Linked DNA regions of Sus scrofa: all the other regions are linked to region 3. The links are chromatin contacts, called in public Hi-C maps. All regions are on one chromosome and are shown on one strand. The core of a region is the stretch at or near the end of the contact, and the rest is flanking DNA. Distances in the headings are between cores, read along the strand shown.

Region 1 (4,045 bases), core at 748-3,247, 160 kb after region 3:
GCTCAGCCCGGAGCGCCTGGCGGGAGCCTGCGTTCTCACTGGCGCAGGCTCAGGGGCCCTCCCGAATGGGGCCCTGTGTTCGGGCAGGAAGCCCATTCCAGTGGCCAAGGCCTGACAGACGCTTCGCTGGCCCCTCCCTTCCCATGGCCTAGCTGCGGAGGGCTCGCACCAGCCCGGGTCTCAAAGGCTAAGGACCTGAGGGTTCTGCCTAGAGAACAGCTCTTACTGGCCCAGAGTGCCTTGGCTGAGGCCAGAAGCACTTCCGCCCTGGCTGCCTCTTACTGGCCAGGGCCTGGCGCCTCTGGCTGGAGGCTTCCTTCCACCACCCTAGCCAGAGGCTGCTTCCACAGCTGAGCTCCAGGGCATCTGGTTGACCAGAGCCTGGGGAGGAGGGCTGGTCTCTGCTCCTCATGGGGTTTGGCTGTCCCCCCCTTCCCCCAACATGCTCTCCCAGCCCCAGCCTCCCCAGCCCTGACCCCTCAGCTGTCGAGCTGGTTTTGATGGCCTCCCACCACCCCACACGCCTGGGAATCCTAGGGGCGACTCCAGTGGCCTGAGGAGACATATTTATAGGCCCCCGGCAGGGCTGCTCCCACCCCATCCGGGTGCCCCAGGATGGGCTTCTCCCGGCCGGGGCTTGGCCAAAGCTTACTTAATAAAGTGCCTTTCCCCACTGTGCTCTGACTGCTTCCTGTCTGTTGGGTTTCGGATAGGATGTCCCCCAAAAGAAATTGTATGTTACTTCTTTGAGCCTGAACTCACACCCCCACAACTCCATGACTGAAGTGGAGCTTGGAAGCCCAGTTATGGATCTCCCAGTACCACATTGGAAGTGGGTCACAACCATCTGCCTATCCTTCACTTGTTTATCAATTTTCTTGGGCGCCCGCCCTGGGCTGCCCCATCCTGGACTGGCAGCCTGGGACTGGCAGGGTGGGCAGGAACAGATAGGGTGGTGCCCTGGGCTGTGTGGGACCGCTTCTGACCTGTGCTTCCACCGCTGGCCATTGCTGTTCCACTTGGGGCCCCAAGTTGTTTGGTGTGGCTGGGGCAGGTCAGAGGCTGAGGTCAGGGGGCAGCAAGCCACGGGCACAGCCTCTAGCCAGGCCGCGTCTGGCACTGCACAGAGCCCCGCTGTCCGTCTCAATGGGCTCCCTGTCCTCGGCCGGAAACTCTCCCCCCTAGTCCACCCGCCCTTGGGAGTGGGGGCACAGTTCTGGCCTGGATCCCTGGCTGGCCTCCCAGCCAGCCCCCGCTGCCCCGCCTCAGCCTGGCCTTCTTTCTGTGGCCATTTGTCCCAGTGTCTTTGCTGCTTCTGGCCCTCAGGCAGGCCTTGCAAGTGGCCTCCCTGAGCTACAAAGTCTTACCTTTCTACGGTGCTTCTGGGCCCTTCCCCTCCCTGCCTCTGCCCAGTGGGCCTCTTCCTCCTCTTTTGGGGCCGAGATTCTCTGATCATCTCCCCACCCCCACCCCCATCCCACAGTCCCCCGCATGACAGCACTCTGACTGGTGCTGGCAGCTCAAGGAGCTCACCTGGCACCTCTCTTGCCCTCTGGCTGGATGCCACAGGGAGCTCAACGTTGGTGACCCATATGGGGCTGAGCCTCCAGAGCCGAGACGGCCTCACGCCACGGGCAGGACATCTGGTGCTGCTTCTGAGGCTGGAGTCCCTGCACCTGGCCTGGTCAGGCAGCATGTGGAATGCAGGCTCCCTGTCCCCAGGGCATGCACTTCCCTTGAGCCAGCCGGGCACCCTCCCAGCCATGGCCCTGTGCCCGGTCAGCCTCTGATCCCTTTCGGCACCAGGCCATGTTGGCTTCTGCGGCTGAGCACACAGACTTCAAGTTGGCCAGAAGGGGAAGATGACCAGCTGGGCCCAGCCAGGGTCGGTCAGTGACCGAGGATGGTGGAGAGCAGGGCAGTGGTTCGGGCCCCAGAGCACCCCCACTAACATGCACTACCCTGCCGCTCCCTGCCCCTCACCCCCAGCCTTGGCTCTCTGTCTCCCCCTGGCGACCAGAGCAGTCACATCGTTGGCCAGGGCTTTCCTGGGGCCCCTCCTCTCTCTGCACTGGGAGCTTCCAGGCCTCCCAGACCCTGACCTTCAGGACCCTGCCTGGGTAGGTGCCTCACAGAGCAGGGGTACCACCAGCATTTCCGCCCTAGAGTCGTGGCCTAGAGGCCAGGTAGGACCCAGGCTAAGAAGCCCCCAGGAAGATCCGGGTGCTTCGTCAGGAGAAGCTGCCGGACCCCTCCCCACCCCCTTGGGCCTGCGGCAGTGCCAGCTCCAGGGAAGGCGCCACAAAAGGGAACCGCGGCTGCTGGAACCTCCGTTGCCATGGGGACGGGACCACAGGACCCACATCTGGTAGCGATTGAGAAGGAAAAATGATGAGTCGTGGAAAAGGCAAATATTTTTTGTAACACAGCGCACAAAGGAGCAGGAGGCATGTGCTGCTGGAGAAGGCCTGGGCCACTGGGTCTCAGGCTGGGACAGAGTACGCCCCCCAGAGGCAGGATACACGCACACACATGCACACACATGCACAGAAACACACACACACCAAAACATACCCACACCCACAACCAGACCCAGAGAAAGACAGAAACTCACTGCCGGTACACAGCCCTCCAGATGGAAATGGACAGGCCCTCCAACACAAGCACACCAAAATGCTGAGACAGAAGCCCTGCCACACTGCATGCACGCCTCAGGAGGAGCAGTGAGACACTTGGAAAGATGCACATGCTATGACAAACACACATGAACAGCTGCCACCCAAGCACAGGGAAACACACTCGTCCTGTGAGATACAACCATAGCAAAAAAGACAGCAACATATACAATCTCACCAGGCACGGGGACACTGAGACTGACACAACTCTGCAACACAAAACACACACCCCAACCTACAGAAGCCTCAAGAGACACAGTCCCCACCACACACTCACACTCCGCTGGGCCCACAGCAGCACCAAGAGGCACTCACTCAGCAGCCACATTCACTCTTCCGGTGTGCCCATCGAGACACTCATGCCACAGGATGCACAAAAATATGGGACATACATGTGTCCCCCTGATCCACGGGAACATGGAGACACTACCTTAGAAAAAAACACACATCATTTGACACAGAAACAGAGAGGTGGACAAACCAAGGCACACACATCCCATAGCAAACACACTTGGGGCAGAGCCTCAACAGCCATGCGCGGCCCATGGCCTGGGTGAAGGCCGAGGGACCCTCCCCTACAACACGTACATGCCACATGCTCGTGCACACCTCGCACTATGAGCATAGATGCCAGGCCTGCCCGCACCCTGGGGACACTTGGGCCACCAAGGCAGGCAAACGGGGGGAAACACGTACAATCCATGGGCATGTGCCACTGAGACAGGATGGCGATACTGATTTATCTGAGTCCTGAAAAGCAGTGATGTTGAGGTTGCACCCTCTGTGCCCAGAGCAGCCCACACGGACAGGCTTCGTTGCCAGCACACATGCCAGAGTGCCAAACCCCCTTCGTTCTTCCTTGCGACTCTCACCCAGAACTAAACCATTCTGATTGTGGCGTTTCCACCTTGGCCCCCAGCTCATCCCAGGTAGTTCCCTCCTGCCTCCATCTGGCCCTGGAGTCCCTAGGACCTGGGCTCCAGTCTCTTGCCCGTCAGGAGCATGGTAAGAATTTGAGTTTGATACTTTTTGAGGATTTGATTTCTGGAGCCAGATTTTTTTGTTTGTATGGGGTCTTGTGTCTGCTAGTCTTTTTGTTTGTCTGTGTTGAGCTTAAATCAATTAAGAGTACCTGCTGGGAGTTCTCTTGTGTCTCAGCAGGTTAGGACCCTGACATAGTGTCCGTGAGAATGCGGGTTCGATCCCTGGCCTAGCTTAGTGGGTTAAGGATCCAGTGTTGCTGTGAGCTGTGGTGTAGATCACAGATGTAGCTTGGAACTTCCATATGCCGCTGATGTGCCCCTAAAAAGGCCAAAAAAAAAAAAAAAAAGAAGAAGAAGAAGAAGAAGGAAAAAGTTGTTGGTCAGAGG
Region 2 (4,607 bases), core at 69-2,568, 210 kb before region 3:
CAGGCACAGAGTGAGCCCGAGGAGGCTGGGCACTGCCCTTTGGGACTGAGGACATTCACAGAGGGCGCACGGGGGACCCCTCCTCACAGCCCTGAGGGGGACATACCTCCATGACGCTGGCAACAACTGCATCCAAGGATTTAAGGACAGGCTCCTCAACAATTTTTTTCACCTGCGAGGGAAATGGGAGCTCGTGAGCCCCCGTAAGCCAGGGAGAGATGGTAACACAGTTCTTCCTGCTCAAGAGTGAACTGCACTGATAGTAAAACCACGGACACCCTCATAGGGATGAGAGGGAAATGCCAGACCAACACATGCAGTGCTGGAGCTCTGTGGCTCCAACACAGTGTCCTTAGTTCTGCCATCACCTAGATCATCTTTTCTGACCCTAGATGGCAGTGAAATCAACAAAGAAAAGTGACCAACTCCCTCAAATCTGGGGATACGAGATTTCCACTTCCAGGAGGTGAAAGCATTCAGACTCCAGACAGACCAACTTTTTACCCAAGCCCCTCTGGGCAGGGCAGATGCCTTCACAGCCCATCCTTGGGTGCCACCAGAAACCTCCCTCCTCCCCGGCTGGTGAGCTGGCTCTTCCAAAGCTGCAAGGAATGCAAACTGCAGTGCACTTTAAAGTTCCCACAGAAGCAACGACTCCCACCAGTTCTCTGGACCAGACTCAGCACAGGAGTGACCTGTTTTCTCCACTGCAGAACCACCTGATAAAACTGCCCCCATGGCAGTACTTTAGGAAGGTTATGATCAAAATGATAGACAAGGGTAAACAGCAAGCCAGGAGAAGAAATTAAAAACAATTTACCTTGGAAACTTAAAATACACTGGAAAAAAAATTCCCCTAAAGGACTCAAAACATCTCGTCTTCAATTGGAATTTCTGACTTGATACTAAACAGGCTGGCTAAGAAGGTACAGCCACCTTTCTGCTGGGACACGATGGTGATGTACGCTGGGGGAGTTTCAGAGGAATTCACCCCAGCCCCTCCTACCACACCAAGGCTGGGGGTCCCCACATGGTGACTCCATGGATGTCAACTCCTTCCTTCTTTAATCTGAAAACTAACTCTTCTGCTGTGCTGTGAAAGACTGAAAGATTCCTAGTTGTCCTTTGAAAAATCACAGGCTGACAGCACCAGCAATTTTAGCAGCTGATACACAGATGGTCTCTTTGTCCCTCAACGCCCTACTTACCAAGTTCAAGAGTTCTCGGAGCATTTCCAGGGGAATACTGAACTCTCTGCAGGTGGTGCCATTGAACAGCGGAGAAATGGAGAAGCTGGAACTGACAGTGGAAAAGTAATAATCGGGCTCAGGGGCACTCCCATCAGGCAAGTAGGAGGCTGCCGGGGGAACCAGAAAGTCAGAACCAATGGAAGCATCAACTTTGCTTTCGCTTATGCTCCAATGATATTTTTAAACTTGGAAGTAAAGGCTAATATGATCTAGCAATCCCACTTCTGGGCATCTATCCAGACAAAACTCTAATTCAAAAAGATACATGCAACCCAATATTTACTGCCTCACTATTTACAACAGCTAAGACATGTAAACAGCCTAAGTATCCACTGACAGAGGAGTGCATAAAGAAGATGTGGTACACGTATATAATGGAATACTACTCAGCCATTAAAAAAGAATGAAATAATGCCATTTACAGTTACATGGATGGACCTGGACCTAAGATTATCTTTTCTTTTTCTTTCCTTTTTTTTTTTTTTAGGGCTGCGCCTGCAGCACATAGATGTTCCCAGGCAGGGGTCAAATCAGAGCTATAGCTGCTGGCCTACACCACAGCCACAGCAACATGGGATCCGAGCTGCATCTGCAACCTATACCACAGCTCACGGCAATGCCGGATCCCCATCCCACTGATCGAGGGCAGGAATTGAACCCGAATCCTCATGGATCCTAGTCGGATTCATTTCTGCTGCGCCACAAACGGAACTCCATCTAGAGATTATCATACTAAGTGAAATAAGCCAGACAGAGAAAGACAAATATGTAAGATATCACTTATATATGGAATCTAAAATAGGACACGAAGTTTTTTACAGAACAGAAATAGCACCCTAAACACAAAAACTATTACTCATCGTTATCATTACTTTCTTTAATATTATCTATGGACTTAATGACCTTAAAAAAAAGAAACAAGAGGACCTACCACTAGTATTTCCTCTGAGAACCAGTGCTTTCACAGGTTATTGTACTAAAGTTCTGATGGCAGGCACCTGGGGCCTATATGTTATTTTCTCCACTTTTCTATTTGAAATATTTTTAAATTAAGTTTTAAGAAGTTTAATGGAAAATAGGAAATAAGTGGCTTCGAGAAGCCTCAAACCCAAGAGGCATGAGAGCAGTCTGAGCCCCCACACCACAAGAGTCCCTGGGAACCTGCCAGCAGCCGCAAGGTCCACACTTTCCGCAGAAAGATGAAGCCCACCTTCAAAGTAGTGAAAAGCAGATCCTCCAGGGGAGCTGGGAGGGGGCATTCCACGTTCAGGGCTGACCTGGAAACACAACCACATCACAGATCAGAAAGGCCAGGCAGGAGTTCCCTGGTAGCAGAGTGGGTTAACGACCGTGTTGTCACTGCAGCAGCTTGGATCACTGCAGTGGCACGGGTCTGACCCCTGGTCCGGGTACTTCGACATGCCATAGGTGTGGCCAAAAAAAAAAAAAAAAAATTCCAGTGTCTAGCCATATAGTATATAGTGGATCACTGAACAACGTATTCTGTGTTTGCTGGCTCCAGCTTGCTCCAGGAGTCAATTACACAGTTCCTATGGGCACCAAGGCTGTCTCCAACTCCAAAGAGGGCTGGCACCCGACAGTGAGGAGATACCACTTCATGCCCAGGGAAACCTCGGGATTAAAGAGAACTAGAAGGAGCACCTCTTGCTCCCTGAGTTCCCTGGGGCTACCAGCACAGCTCTGCCCACCTGTGAGATGCTGGACACGCTGCTGGTCTTCCTCTTGAGGGTGCCCTCCTGGCACACTGTCAGCAGGTTGCTGGGGAGGATGGAGCGGAAGTCGTTGAAGGACCGTCTCCTCACACCTTCCAGCTCCTCGGGGACTCGGAGGGAGTAAGGAGGGACTTTCGGAAAGAGCTTGGAGAGGAGAGACTCTTCTGTGTTGCTGTACCGCCCGAAGGCCCTCGAGATTCCTATCAGGCATGGGATTGCGTACTTGCACAGGTATTCTGTAAGACAAAGGGGGACCTCACGTTTCATGCCCCCACCAACAAATCTAAGGGCCCCAATATGCCACACAACAGGCCAGCTTCAAGTGCTACCTGCCTGTATTTCCAAGCTGTACTCAACAACAGCTGTGGACATTGTCCATCCCACAGGGCTGCTCTGTGTGGCAACCACTCCTGGCACATCCAAAATTGATCACTAAGTCACCTAAACAGGCTCCTTGACAGTACTGCACAGTGCACTTATTCCTTCTGGGAGCATGCTGGCAGGCTTGCAGCACAGGAAAAATGACCTGCAGATATGTTCCACGTAGTGAAACTGAGCCTGGAAGGATAAAGTGGCCCAGCATTCAGGGAGCAAAGCTATGCCTATGACCTTGTGTGGCCTCTCAGGCAAGAGGCAACCAAGGCTTCAATCCACCAGCTACACAGGTCGCAAAGAACAGAAAAGCCAAGGAAAGGAGACCATTAAAAAAAAAAAAAAAATTATACCTTTTTCTTGAATCTCCAAGGCCTGGCACATTCCCAAAAGGACATGCAAAACCTGCAAAAGTGCCTCTAAAATCTGTAAACAGAAGAAAGAGAACACACAAACTTAAACACAAAATCAGATAAACACCAGAGAGTTAATTCAGAACTAGTAGGAGCCTTAGATACTCTTGTCCAGCTTCATCTGACACACAGCTGGACGCTCGATGTGGACGCTCAACCGAGGTGCTGGGCAGTGGCCCTCCCAGGGAAAGCATCACCCCCTCTGGCTGGCCCAGGGTCCTCTGACCTGGGCCACTCCTTCCTCCATCTCTGGAAACAGGAGAGAGGCCCCCAACCCCTTTTCATGGCTCATCCTGGTTCCTTCCATCAGTCCCTTATGATTCAAGTCCTTGCCAATGGCCTCTGATCTCACTGTGGTCCAGTCAGAAACCCTCTGTGGCTGTTCACACCACTGACCCAGGGATGCTGGGAGTCACCCCCAATGGCCACCAAACTCACATACTCCAGACGTCCATGACATTGTCAGACATGACCTGAGCTTTCCACCAGCCCTTCATGTGGCTGGATGAACTCACAGGTAAAGAAAATACTCGCACACGCTGCCCTAAGCTGTAACCCCTCTACCTGTGGGGTTGGGGTTTTGCCTGTCACTGAGCCCTACACAAGCTCCTAGCCTTGGCTTTAGTTTATACTGTGGGTCCTCAATTCCCAGCTTGGCACTATCAGCAGACAAGGTTAACTGGCTTTCCAGATCTTCGCTCATGATCCTGGCTGGTCCTGGCAGTTCCCAGTCTACTGCAGTAGGCGGCGACCGGAGGCCCTGCCAAGTGCCCTTGGGGTGGTCCTTCAGGTGGCTCTGTAAACCTTCCCACTGTTTTGGCCTTTGGCCCACAGCACAG
Region 3 (4,423 bases), core at 1,255-3,754:
TCCTGCCAGGCACACAGCCCCAGAAATGGGCTGCAAGCCACTTGTGGCTCCTTAACTTTCTAGGAGCCACATTAAAAAGAAAGAAACAGAAAATTAACTTCAATACTTTAATTTACTCGAAAGACCCCAATACATCATTGCAGCCTGTAATCAGCAAGAAAATTATCCATGAGGTGTCTGTTCCCATCTGGTGCCAATGCCTGCCAGTGCTGGCATGTGGTGTGCACACCATACTCCACCTTCCCCTTTCTGGGGCACTTTTTTTTTTTTTTTTTTTTTTTTTTTTTTAGCTGCACACACAACACGTGGAAATTCCTGGGCCAGAGAACCAGGGACCAAACCCAGGTTGCTGCAGTGACCACGCTGGATCCGTAACCCACTAAACTACAAGAGAACTGCAGGTCTTTTTAAAATGTGTGGTTTCCCTCAACTTCAACAAAAAACACATAACTGAAGCTAACTTCACTCAGAGACTGTGTCCTCTCTGAGATAAGCATCACCCCACTGTACTCGGAGCAGAAACAACCTCTCTGTGCTGGACAGCCAGGCCCCTAAGTGGGTTCCAGCCTTTGATCTGGAGCAACCTCACCCTAATTTTGTGGGAGGCCCAAGGCCAACTGGCCTGAACATTCCCATTCCACCCCTCAGCAGCCTAGGCCACCAAGGTGCCCCCCAGTCAATCAGTACTCACTCTGACAAGGTTCCTTACTTTTTCCACCCCAGATCCTGCCATTACCCAGGGGACCAGAGGTCTGTGTGGACAATGACCTGCAGCCCCAGAGAGCTCTAGCTCATGGCTGGCCTCTGCCTCTTCCTGCACAGCCCTTCACCTGCCCTCTATCCCCACTGGGCACCTCCCCAGGGGCTCTGTGTCCTCATACTTGGGTGGGTGGCTGCCCAGACCAGCAGGACCCAAAGCCAGAGCCCTCAAGTAGAAACAACTCTGTGGGGCCCAGCGCCCCATGCCTCTCCTGACCCTGGCCTGGGGCTTTGCCACCTCCAAGCCCTCTGTGGTGCTCCCAGCCCTGCACCCAACACACCTGCTGCCCAAACCCTCCTCCCTCTCCCTCCCACCAGGCCCCAGCTCAGGCCCTGCCCCCACCCTGCTTAGCCCTTGCTGCACTAGCTAAGCCAGTGCTGTCCTCCACAATTGGATGGGCTGCACTGTCCTCTGCCTTTGCCACTGTCTGTCTGGCCATCTCCCTCACTGGACCAAGAGCCAGTCCACCTTGCAGCCCCACTATGCCCTCAGCACTGAGTGGGCCTGGTACCCTGTCACTAAGCCAAGGAGCAGCAATAGAAGTTCTCTGCCCTGGTCTTTCCCTCCCTCTGCAAACTCGCCTTTAGTCCACCTGCCTCTCGGCTCCTCCTCTGCTCCCCTGGCCCAAGCTCCAAGCATACCTGGAACAGCAAGGTGGGTGATATGGGGAGGGGCACCCATGGGATCTCACACCCTCATAGACAGCTGGCTCTGGGCCCCCAGCCTCACCGTGCCTGGAGGGCACCCCCAGCTCAGGAACCAGGGAGAAGAAGGGACCCATGGTCTGACCTCCCAGGCAGCAAGTCCAGGGGGTGACAGTATCTAAGAATGCAGGTGTCCCTCTCACCTCAGGCTTTACTCTCCACAGCGCGAACTGTCCCTTCCCCGACCCTCAGGTGTCCTCCCCTGGGGCCAGGGCACCTCCGCAGAGCACACAAGTCATACCGGTAGTTAGCCTCTGGGAAGAGGGAGGTTGGGCCCATCACTGCTGTCACTAAGCTGCATGGTGGGATGGCCAGCCAGGTCCTGCTCTTGCAGCTCAATGCTGCTCTAGCTTTCTGGGGGCCATGGTAGTTTCCGTGGAAACAGGAGAGAGCACCAACCCCCAGAGATAAACTAATAAACGCAACCTTCAAAAGGAGAGAACAGGCAGCAAGAGAACCGGAGGGAACCGGGGGGCCCTGGAGAGAGAGGCGAGTGCGAGGCAGCTGGGCCGTGGAGCAGAATCGGAGAGGCCGCAGTCTGCCGGGCCGAGGAAAAGGAGGGCCTTGCAGGGGGGGTACAGTTCTTGGCAGAGAGAAAGGAGGCCTCTGGAGGTCGGAGAGAGACACAAAGAGAGCAGACAGTGTACATCAGTGAGGAGGCCTGCACTCCAGCACTCAAGGCCTCTCAGAATGGGGGCACAGTGCCTGGGGCCCTGGCGCTCCCACCCACAGGGCCTGACTGCCCCTCCACCCAATATCAGCCCCTTCTCAGGGTGTTTCTGGCCAAGGTTCTGCTGCCTTTCAGAGGGTTTCTAAAAATTGGGAGCAGAAGTGACAAGCAAGGAGAGTAAGAGCTCCACCACGTCACCCTGGTCACCAGCACTTGCTCATTTCTCAGCCATGACGGTCCAGACTGAGGTCCATCTGCAGCCCCAAGGATGGAAGCTTAGCTGTTGGGACTCCTGGGCAGGACTTGGGCCGGGTAGGGTGCAGACAAGGGGGCGCAGGAAGGTCTCTTCAGTTGAGGCGACAAGTGCCACGAGAACAGGAACCAAAGCCACTTTGTTTCCATGTTCATGGGATGAAGACAGGAATGCAGAGGTGGCAAGACGCCAGTGTACACAAGTCCCAGAGGAGGCCTGGTCTGCTTTGGCCACCCATCCTGCATCTACCTGATCTGGATGTGCATCCTCGAAGGTGGTAGCAAAGTTGAAGCTGGGGACAGGAGCCCAAAGGGCCAGCCCTTGGAGCAGTCCCGGGACAAAAGCAACAGAAAAGCCTGGCTACTCAGGGCTAAGCAAGCCCCGATGTGCCAGGCACTGCCCACCTCCCGCTCCCGCCCTACACCCGCCGCCCAGGCCCAGCTCTGACCTCGGGTCTCAGGCACGCTGGTCGTGGGCAGGGGCACGGCCACGGGGTCTTGGGGCTCGCTCGCCAGCCGCTGCCCAGCGCACATGGACTTCAGCATCTGGAATACGGCGAGGGGCGCCACGTTCAGCTTTAGCAGGTCCACCAGGATCCTAGAGAGAACAGACCCGGCGCGCGGTGAGCCTTCCTCGCCCGGGCCGTCAGTCCCCCGGAACCCCGAAACCCGACTCCGCCGCGCGCTCACTTGAACACTTCGGGGTCCATGGCGCCGCCCGCAGCCTGAGCCAGCTCGAACAGCTCCGTCTCCTCGGCGCTCAGCACCTTCTTCCGCCGCAGCGCCAGCTTCTGTAGGGCCGCTTCCAGCCCTGGTGGCGCCCCCGGCCCGGGCCCCGCGCCTGGCGCCGCCATCTGCTTGCGGCTGGGTCCCCCACCCGGTACAGCCCCGCCGCGCCCCCTACCGGCCCGCCGCGCCCTCCTCTCCCAGCAGCTCCCCTGCCATCCGGCGCTCAGATCCGGGCCCGGGCGGCGCCGGGCGTTGGAAGGAGACCCGCTCTTCGGCGACTGGTCTTCTCTACGCTCTCACGGCGGTGACGGCATCCAGAGTATCTCACGCTGGCATACCGTGGGCGATCAATAAATGCCCGTTGGACCCAGAGTGTACTGTTTCGCGCCGGGTCCGGTAGGAGGCGCGCCTCTAGGCAGTAACGCACAGGCCTTACGTGCACGCGCGCTCTTTTCCTAGGTGGGCGCCCCCTTGCGGTCCCATAAACCCACGGGACTACACTTTGCGCACGCGCCTTTTAAAGAAGCAGCCCAAAGAGAAAGCGGCGCTTTTCCCGTTTGTAAAGGGGAGGTGACGCCACGCGCAGCTTGATGACGACATTTCGGCGCCGGTTCGCCGAATGGCGGCCTCCATCCCTAAAGCGAGCGACCCTGTGGGTCTCTCAGGTGAGTGGCGGGAGTCGCGCGTGGTCTATCCCAATTACCTGGCGGCCACCTAGACCCTCTGCCCGAGCCGTCTCCGTTCCTACGCGAGCCCCGGGCCTCGGGCTGGGCCGGCCGGGAGCCGGGGCCCAGCTGCGCCTTCCCGCGCGCCCCGACCTTGTGGGCGCTCGGTTAACGTTCGCTGAACGAAGTGGAGCGGGGAGAGCCTGCGGCTCAGCGAGCGGTGTGGAGAGAGCAGGGGTGGATCCCGGCTCTATCTTTCCTCCCCGTGTGGACTGGCTTTGCGGAGACTTGGGTTCCTTGTCTGTGACATGAGGGCCCAGATGCTCCCTTGTCATGAGCAGCAGATGGGAGCACGCCTTTCTTCCAGCGCGCGGGCAGAGGGAGGCCCTGGCAAGACTGGCGCTACTGGCGCTGCGGGTCCCAGGAGGAACCCTGAAACCAGGTCGGGATCCTCTCTTGAAGGCAGCGAGGGCGGAGGTGGCGGGGGCGAAGTTCAGGCTTGGTGCACGGCGCAGAGGGACGCAGCAGCGAGAACCGGGGCGGAGAGACGCTCCTCTCTCCCCGAAACACCCTGATTGGGCGCCTAGGACTCATTCCTTCAGCCGCTGCCTCTGCAGACTGTGAGCAAGGAGCTAATTTCACC

Evidence for each region. Hi-C and Micro-C count contacts between places; a contact is called where the count stands out from the background.
Region 1: a contact with region 3 is called in a Hi-C map of embryonic fibroblasts, with 1.7 times the contacts expected there. The contact joins the enhancer-like site here to the promoter of SMPD4 in region 3. A contact is called at or near these places in 2 of 47 Hi-C or Micro-C datasets (embryonic fibroblasts and heart right ventricle) and 1 of 2 datasets of contacts at active chromatin or transcription factors (skeletal muscle).
Region 2: a contact with region 3 is called in a Hi-C map of skeletal muscle, with 4 times the contacts expected there. The contact joins the enhancer-like site here to the promoter of SMPD4 in region 3. A contact is called at or near these places in 1 of 5 promoter capture datasets (fetal liver), 2 of 47 Hi-C or Micro-C datasets (embryonic fibroblasts and skeletal muscle) and 1 of 2 datasets of contacts at active chromatin or transcription factors (alveolar macrophages).

Annotation. Positions count from the first base shown.
Region 1 is chr14:50,823,759-50,827,803 of Sscrofa11.1, forward strand. It overlaps SCARF2 (scavenger receptor class F member 2), which reads left to right. Exons shown (of 11, transcript XM_021072793.1): 11 at 1-676. Among named protein-coding and RNA genes, the nearest start is that of SCARF2, 13 kb to the left of the region's middle. Within about 2 kb of position 1,998, at least 36 of the 83 cell types and tissues checked have an H3K27ac peak or open chromatin away from gene starts, as enhancers often do. A contact at or near this core is called in embryonic fibroblasts and skeletal muscle, where this site is marked.
Region 2 is chr14:50,450,628-50,455,234 of Sscrofa11.1, forward strand. It overlaps PI4KA (phosphatidylinositol 4-kinase alpha), which reads right to left. Exons shown (of 55, transcript XM_001929569.6): 5 at 3,709-3,781; 6 at 2,960-3,219; 7 at 2,461-2,527; 8 at 1,209-1,357; 9 at 107-172. Among named protein-coding and RNA genes, the nearest start is that of SERPIND1, 26 kb to the left of the region's middle. Within about 2 kb of position 1,319, at least 2 of the 83 cell types and tissues checked have an H3K27ac peak or open chromatin away from gene starts, as enhancers often do. A contact at or near this core is called in skeletal muscle, where this site is marked.
Region 3 is chr14:50,660,984-50,665,406 of Sscrofa11.1, forward strand. SMPD4 (sphingomyelin phosphodiesterase 4) reads left to right here and starts at 2,505. Exons shown (of 19, transcript XM_001929589.6): 1 at 2,505-3,780. The coding sequence starts at 3,706. It overlaps LOC100153925 (mitotic-spindle organizing protein 2B), which reads right to left and starts at 3,566. Exons shown (of 3, transcript XM_001929600.2): 1 at 3,077-3,566; 2 at 2,836-2,984. The coding sequence starts at 3,240.